3 separate regions of the Mus musculus genome follow, and regions 1 and 2 are each linked to region 3. Evidence: chromatin contacts called from public promoter capture Hi-C and targeted proximity ligation data. All regions are on one chromosome and are shown on one strand. The core of a region is the stretch at or near the end of the contact, and the rest is flanking DNA. Distances in the headings are between cores, read along the strand shown.

The links. Promoter capture Hi-C pulls out the DNA fragments that hold promoters and counts their contacts.
Region 1: a contact with region 3 is called in a promoter capture Hi-C map of cranial neural crest. A contact is called at or near these places in 7 of 39 promoter capture datasets (the 3T3-L1 cell line, 3T3-L1-derived adipocytes, the HPC-7 cell line and 3 more) and 2 of 130 datasets of targeted methods (astrocytes and cardiomyocytes).
Region 2: a contact with region 3 is called in a targeted proximity ligation map of astrocytes, with 3 times the contacts expected there. A contact is called at or near these places in 3 of 39 promoter capture datasets (embryonic stem cells, hematopoietic stem and progenitor cells and pre-B cells), 1 of 484 Hi-C or Micro-C datasets (embryonic stem cells) and 1 of 130 datasets of targeted methods (astrocytes).

What each region holds. Positions count from the first base shown.
Region 1 is chr19:31,754,840-31,757,539 of GRCm38.p6, reverse strand. It overlaps a transcript of Prkg1 not described here. Among named protein-coding and RNA genes, the nearest start is that of Prkg1, 92 kb to the right of the region's middle.
Region 2 is chr19:31,081,570-31,084,269 of GRCm38.p6, reverse strand. Cstf2t (cleavage stimulation factor, 3' pre-RNA subunit 2, tau) reads right to left here and starts at 1,429. Exons shown (of 1, transcript NM_031249.2): 1 at 1-1,429. The coding sequence starts at 1,204. All of the region lies in intron 3 of Prkg1 (protein kinase, cGMP-dependent, type I), which reads left to right.
Region 3 is chr19:29,804,688-29,807,387 of GRCm38.p6, reverse strand. 9930021J03Rik (RIKEN cDNA 9930021J03 gene) reads left to right here and starts at 1,379. Exons shown (of 8, transcript NM_172836.3): 1 at 1,379-2,106. The coding sequence starts at 1,514.

The DNA.
Region 1 (2,700 bases), core at 165-2,664, 2.0 Mb before region 3:
CTGTTTGACAGCAGTGTCCCCAAGGTGTGGTGTACACATTATTAGTGGGATAGGAAGGTTTCCTTTATTTTCTTCAATTTTTTATTAGGTATTTTCTTCATTTACATTTCAAATGCTATCCTGAAAGTCCTCTATACCCTCCCCCCCCTGCCCTGCTCCCCTACCCACCCATGCCCACTTCTTGGCCCTGGCATTTCCCTGTATTGGGGCATATAAAGTTTGCAAGACCAAGGGGCCTCTCTTCCCAATGATGGCCGACTAGGCCATCTTCTGCTACATATGCAGCTAGAGACACGAGCTCTGGGGGTACTGGTTAGTTCATATTGTTGTGATAGGAAGGTTTCTAAGTGTACAAGTGAATTTATTTTATATTATTAATAGTTAGAGTTTAATAAATAGTGAGAGAAAGCATTTGACTAGTACACAGGAATCATGTGTAGCTAGCTATATTGCTTAAAATAAAGTTTTAAGGCTTAATAGATTTTTTTTTAAGTAGAAAAGTACAATTGTGTTTTACATAGATATTGTGAAACCAAGGTTTAGGAAATAGTGTCTTAAAGTCTTTTTTTTTTTTTTTCCATGAGAAATGTAACATTTTCATATTTGTTGTTTTGCTTGCTCATACCATATTTTAGAGGATTCTGTCTAATTGGGTTCTCTCTGTACCCATCTTCGGATAGTATTTTACACAGTTGTCTCTCAGTAGCTTGGGGGTATTGAAATGGGGACACAAAATTAGTGTTTATAAAATATACTCGGTAAGCAAGTTTACTTGAAAGTTAAATTAACACCATTCAGGAAAAACATTTTGAGTTCCTCAGGTTTATGACTTTTACTCCATAGATGATTATAAAAGCCCAAGAAAAAATAGCATAAGTTGGAAGCCCACCCTCTCCTAGCCTGTGTCTGGCTGAATCCACAGAACAGCAGGGAACTGCTCGCCTCGTCCTTCCTCCAGGACTGACGCTTGCTTCGGCGGGTGGGTAAGCATGGTGAAAAGAGGGGTGAGTTAGATGTGGGGAAAGAAATGCACCAAGTCCTTTCTTCTAGAGAAAGCTCCAGACCATCTGCTCACCCATGTAAGACTGGGAGGCCTTCAGGCTTCCCTGTAATGACCAACAAAGATAAAAAACCTGGGAAGAAGAAAGGTTTAGGAGAGCAGTATACCAACAGTCGCCACAAGATGGCAGTAGAGGTATAATATTTACTAGTTGGAGCCTACAGGCAGTGTGAGAATTTTAAAATGTGTTTATCTATGTTACTTTCCTAACAACAAGATTCACGTAGTGACTTCTGATCATTGACGATTCAAGGCAACGTGCTTAAAACAACCAAGTGGATTCCTCTCCAGTGTTTCTCTTGAAGACAAGACAAACAAGACAGCTTGCATGGAGAGTTGATGTCACCTGAGGGAAATGCCTAACCCCGCCTCCCCCACCCCCATGAGGCAGCCTCTGGGCTCATATTTCATGAAAAGGAGGAAATAGGAAGAAATAATGGACAACTAAGTCTGGTTTAAAAATGGGTGGATGTGTGAGGAGATAAATGGAATTCTCCCCCTGCCCCAACTCCTCTCTCTCCCATGGAAAAACAAAAAAATAATCAATCAAGAAGGGAAATATTGAGAGAAAAATTAGATCATTTAATAGACAAATCAAGGAGATGTTCCCATCTCCTTGATAATTCTGAAATTCTATAATATAATTAAACAACAATATAGCAAACAGTTTGAGCTCTCTAATGAATGGAATGTTTAAATACTGCATGAAAAGAAACTTTTTTTTTTTTTTTTTTTGAGTACAGGGAGATGTCTTAAGCATAAAGTGCTTTTCAGTTCAGGGCATAAAAGAACTGAGGATCATTTGCCCACTGACCACTGAGGGATGCATTTTGGGCCATGTCTAGTAGACTGTGAGTTTTTGAATCAATATTCCCTTGGAAAGCGTCACTCAGTCTTCCTGTAAAAGGCTATTTCATTCACTGTGTGACTGCTTGTTACATGAACCCCTCAGGCTCAAGAGAAATGTGCTTTTTTTTTTTTTTTTTTTCTTTTTGTCTGTCTTGGTGAGATTCAATAGCCAAAGGACGCTGTGCTATTAGTAAAAATAATTCAGTTTAGAATTAATGTTTTTTATTTGGTCTCTTCAACCAACTACTTTCCCCAGTGTTGTGCTGGATATTTCTCACACCAGCAAGAAGGAAAATAGAAAAACTTCAGAATGATGCACATTTCAATGCTCTATTTGGCAACAAATTGTCTTTTTTAAAAGGTGTTTTAGAATTATGTGATAAGTCGACTTGCAACTGTTAATACATAAAAATGTTCCGTGGGTCAGTAATCCATACTTTCCCTAGGCTAGGGACAGAAGTTTTTAGTCAACCTAACGGTGCAGAGAGAATGAAGTGTGGATCTGGGGGCAGCCTTTATTCCTGATGAGTGTGGGCAAAGTCTAGAAGAAACTCCCCTGCCCCCTAGACACAGTGAGGCAAGTAGCCAGCAGCAGTCTCCTCCCCACCCACCTCTCCCTCTCTCTCTCTCTCTCTCTCTCTCTCTCTCTCTCTCTCTCTCTCTCTCTCTCTCTCTCTCTCATCTCTGCAGGGAAAATTCCTGAAGTATAACAGCAGGCTTTGAGGTTTGCTGCCTTGACAGTGTCTGGTTATCTGGCCTTCCTGTCGGTCTTCTGGATACCAGAAAGGCAG
Region 2 (2,700 bases), core at 180-2,679, 1.3 Mb before region 3:
TTAGCATTCTGGGATCTGCTGCCAATGGTCCTCCTCTCATATCATGTGAGGCAGGGCCACGGTTGTCATGACCATGATGCATTGGAGGACCCTGATGGGGTGGTCCCATATAGCCCCTGGGCTCTACTTCTCCAGTCACTGAGAGCAAAGTCCCTCCACGTGGGTCATTTGGAGCATCTCCCAGTAGTCCTCGAGGAGGTATGCCACCAGAAGGCATGGGTCCACGAGGCATCGGAGGTCTAGGATCTGATATCTGCATCTGTCCTCGCTCCAGGGGCACTGGACCAACCACTGGCATGCCAACTTGTGGCTGCATTGCTCCTCCTGGAGTTAAGGAACCAGGTCCAGGTCCAGGAACTGCAGCTGGTATTGGCCCCGGAGCTGGAATTCCTCCCTGGATAGAGGTCTGCATCAGAGGTGGAATGTCCTTCACAGGTCTTCTTGGCAGATGCTGAGGCTGAGGGGCAGGAGGATTCTGTTGGTTCAACATGACGTTAGGTCCCGGGCAGAGGCCAGGGGCAGGGCCGGGGCCAGGGCCGCCAGGCCCACTAGGCCCAGGCCCACCAGGGCCAGGCCCAGAGACCGGCTGAGATTTGCCTGGGATCAGTGGTGTGACATGTATCTTACGATGCAAAATTTTCAGTGCAATCTCTGGATCCATGATTCTCATCACCACTTGTGCCTGCAGCAAAGCATACGCCAACTGTGGGTTCTGAAGTAGCATGTTTCGAGCTTCCTGGTGACTGTTCTGGACACACAACTTCATCTGCTTCATGAGCTCAAACATCTGCTCTGGGGGCAAGCTGGCGACTGCTCTAGTAATCGATTCTGGAGCATCTTCTGGGTCGATAGGGTCCCCATAGGGGGAGTCAATGATGGGGGCCGCCGGGCCTAAGCTCTTTAACTCCTCCTTGTTCTTTTCGCTGGCGGCATTGTCCACCCGAAGCGCTCTCCCACTAAACTCTCGCCCATTGAGGTTTCGCATGGCACTGAGCGCAGTCTCCTGGTCTTGGTACTCGCAGAAGCCATAACCCTTGGGCTTCCCAGTCTCTCTATCGTAGACGAGACGGAAACTGACAACTGAACCAACCTCTGAGAAAATGTCCTTTAACTGCTCCTCCGTCGCCTCATACGGAATGTTCCCCACGAACACCGAACGCAGCGATCGATCCATGGCTGGGTCTCTGACCGCCAAACTCGACATGATTGCTGCCGAGAGGACAGCGGAGATTGAATTCGTCTAAGGGTCGTCCTCTGGCGAACCACACTTCCGCTCTGTAACGGAAGCAGATAGCAAGCTCCGGACAGAAACCTTTCTGTTAGGAATCTGTAGTTCCGTTAGGCCGCAGACACTGCTTCCTGAGACCGGACTAATTTATCTAACGCCTTCCGCCCCGGGCCGTGAGCTCGGTTGTCCGCGCCTACTTACTGACAACAGGATTCCGTTCCATGGTCCTATTGGTCGAGTTTTCCCGGCGTCCCGCCCCCGCTTCCTGCGGGCACAGGATGCACTACGACTGACCTCATTAAAAATGGCCGATCGGGCTTCCATGGGGTAACCGGCAGCGTCTGTGTTTCCACACACTCGGGGCTGTTTTCATTGCGTTCCACCGGCGGGAAACCGCAAGCCGGAAGCTGATTTAAGGCTTAATGTGTTTTCACAGCTTTCGTTTAGTGTAGGATAATAGAAATATTTAAAATTATATCCAATATTATGAGGTAAAAATATTGTTATTTATCCCTTAAAATAGCTTAACAACATTAAACATAATTATCGCAAAGATAAAATAGCGCTTCTGTCAGCCGCAGCCCCGCCCCCAAGCTATGGCTTGTTCAAACTGTTACCAAGTCCAGGGTCTTCCCTGGTATCTTCTGTGTGCGCAGGTTGTTGTGTGATCATTTCTCTCTCCCCTTACAAATTTTAATTGACATCAATGCTAAAGTGGAATTAACTAAAAAGTATGACTGCAGAGTCTGGATTAATCGACTAAACTTTTATTGTACACATATAAGTAGTTGTGATTTTATTTATTATTTAGAGACAAGGTCTCTATGTAGTCCTATCCTGGAGCGCAGGCTGACCTCCAGCTCCCAGAATCCTCCGCTGGGCTTAAAGGTGTGCACCACCACCGCCCACTTCTCTTGCCAGTTTTGTACTTTAAATACTGCCATTTTATTTTAAATGACCAAACATAATTTTCACTGTTTTAACTTGGAAAAAAATTCAAAAAATATCATGGTTTATATTTTGTTTTGTTCTTGGTTTTGTTTTTGTTTTTTGAGACAGAGTTTGTCTGTGTAGCCCTGGCTGCCCTAGAACTTAGTCTGTAGATGAGGCTGGCGTTGAACTCAAGAGATCCACCTACCTCTGCCTTCCAAGTGCTGGGCTTAAAGGAGTGGGCCACTACACCCAGATATGTGTTATGTTAATGTAGATGGTATATTTTTACATTCAGTTGTCAATTAATTCAATAAATTAAGTTATCAGGTATACTAAAACAAATTTTGTTATTTTAATACAGGGCCCTTCTACAGCCCAGGTTGGCCTGAAAAATTCACTGTGTATGTAGTTTAAGCTGTCTTCAAATTTGCAATCCTCCTGCTTCTCCCAGTGTATGCTGGGATTAGAGGCAAGCACCACAAGCCTTATCTTTACCTGATGGTCAAAGAAAACACAGTAACCAACAAACAAAGCAACAC
Region 3 (2,700 bases), core at 130-2,629:
AAGGTGAGATAATCTCAACCATTTAGTTATGAATATCATGTTTAAGATGCATTTCTATAGTTTTGGTTTTATGTTTCATTCCAAGTTTCAAGCAAGTTTAAGTCTGAATATTATGTGCATTAGAAAGCTGTGACATCTATTTGGGGTTCATTAATTTCCCCGTCATTTTAAGCAACAAGTAAACTAATGTAGTGAGTCCATATTTTAGTCATTTAAAAATATGTAGCGAGATTTTAAAGCCACACCAGTGACAAGCTGTACAGCTTAGAATAGACATATGGAGACTTTTTAGTGAGATTGCATTCTCTTAAATTCTTAGCCGAACTTAAGATCTCGTGTGTTTTTCGGTTTTTAAAAGTCAATAGAAAACAGGACTCGCTTTCGAGAACTAGAGTTCTACAGGCCACCACTCTTCTTTTGAGGAGCTCTTAATTTTTCTTTCTAAACTTTTCTAAACGCTGGGGTTTTTTTTGTTTTTTTTGTAAAAAACAAAACCCAGTCACAAGGAAGGAGAGGTACAAAGAATATTTTACAACGGAGAGGATTGAATCTTGTTCACTCTCGTTATTCACTTGTGTTAACAAAGGTTATCTAGTAACTGCCTTGAGAAAACTAACAGTAAAATTTTTAGAACTAGTAAGGGTCTCACCAAAAGGAAACTTTCAGTCTATGGTTCACCTTCCAGACTGCGCCAGCGCAGGCGCTCTGTTTCTCCCTCCACCCCACCCCTTACAGACGTCCGCATATTGATGACATCATTAGTCCGCGCCACACCCTGGGCCTCCGAGCCTGTGGGAGAGCCAAGTCCAGGGCTTTCGCGTAGCGGGGCGGGGCCATCCCGTGCTACTACGCATGCGCGCCGGGCATGGCGGAGGCAGCTCTTTCTTCGCCTCTCTCCCCGGCTCTCCCCGGCCGGGGGGGCTGAGTGCCCTCCCCCTTTCCTCCCCGCCCCTCCCCTCCCCTCGCCCCCTCCCGCCCAGCGGGGCTTCTAACTGACAGTCGTCGCCCGGCCCGGTCCGTGCGCCGCCTCCTCCTGCCCGGGTCCCCCCGCAGGTAGACAGGGGCGGGAGGGGGTGTGAGGGAGAGGAGGAGCCGGAGCCGCGGCGGCCCGGGGCTGCGGCCCACTCGGGAAGGAGCCGAGCCCTCTTAGTCCTCGCCCCCTCCCAGCGCCCCGTCGGCCCGGGAGGGGGTGGGGCGCCGAGGCCCCGCGGGCCGGGCCGGGTGTGGAGCGTGCAGCCGGCGCGGGCCGCGCGCCGCCGGGGGGAGGGGAGAGGAGGGCACCTAGCTCTCCTCTCCCCCCTCCCCCGCGCGCCATGTAACCCCGCCCCTCGGGCGCGAGCCTGAGACCCCCGCGCGCGCGGGTCCCCGGCCGGCCGGCGACGGAGGAGAGCAAGGCCCGATGCGGCAGGGGCTGCGCGGCGCCGCGGATCTCTGAGGAAGCGGCCCGCGCTCCCGCGTCCCCCGGTGCCCGGAGCGGCCGCTCCTCTCGACCCAGCCTGGGCCTGCCGGGGGCATGAGCGTGCCGGAGCCACCGGGGGAGATGGAGCGGGCCGCGGAGGAGGAGCGGCCGCCACCGCCGACCGGAGAAGGGAACGAGGAAGAGGTGGTGGTGGCAGCGGCGGCCCGGGCCTCGGGGCTGGTCCGCCGGAGGAGTGCCTCCTCGGTGGACGAGGAGGAGGAAGCGGCGGCGTCGGAGACGACGGTGGTCGCAGGCGGTGGCTGCAAGGAGCAGGAGCTGACCTACGAGCTGCAGCAGGGCTACCGCATCCTGGGCGAGTTCCTGCAGGAGAAGCACCGCGGCCTCACCGCCCCTTTCCTGCAGCCCTTGGGGGGCGTTGCCGCCGGGGAAGAAGAGGTGGCCGAAGGGCGGCGCAGCGGGGGCCGGGGCAGTCGCGTCCCCCCGCAGCAGCCCAGCCAGGGCATGTGTCTGTTGAAGATGGAGGAGAAGTTCTCCAGCGGCCAGTACAGGGGCATCACGGAGTTTGTGGCGGACTTCAGGTTGATGCTGGAGACCTGCTACCGCTTGCACGGTGTCGACCACTGGATCTCCAAACAGGGCCAGAAGCTGGAGATGTTGCTGGAGCAGAAGTTGGCGCTTCTCTCTCGGTAAGTGAGCTCGGGTCCCCGGTGGGACTGACAAACCGACACAAACACACCCACACACGTGTCCGAGAAGGGGCTGGGCCAGGGCCTGGGGGGCGGCGCTGATAGGTGCTGAGTTGGTGCTAGAACCGCGGGAGGAGGAGCGGCCGCGCTGGGCGCGGGACCGGAGGGGTGTGGTGGGCACCCACGCCAAAGCCGAGAAGGTAGCCCTGTCCTAAGAACCCCAAACTCGGATATAACAGGTAGATAAGGTTCAAGACGTAAGACCTACCGGAGAAGGCGAAAGCCTTTTTGTAGGATGGAAGTTGAACCCGCCACTTATAGACAGTTTACAACGGCACGTGGGGCGAGATACCTTTAGAAAAATAATGTTGCTCGTAGGGAATGATAGTCGAGCATACTGTCTGTTTCAACCATTTGGAATTTAAGTGTGATTAAATGTTTCCGTTTCATGAGGAAATTGAATTTTTTTTCAGTGACAAGAAATGAATGCACCAACACAACGTCTTTCATAAGTTTAGACTTGCATGGTGTGGGCCTGTCGGAGACTTTTTCCAGTGCTAGATAGAACAGAGGGTTTCAAGCATGCCAGACAAG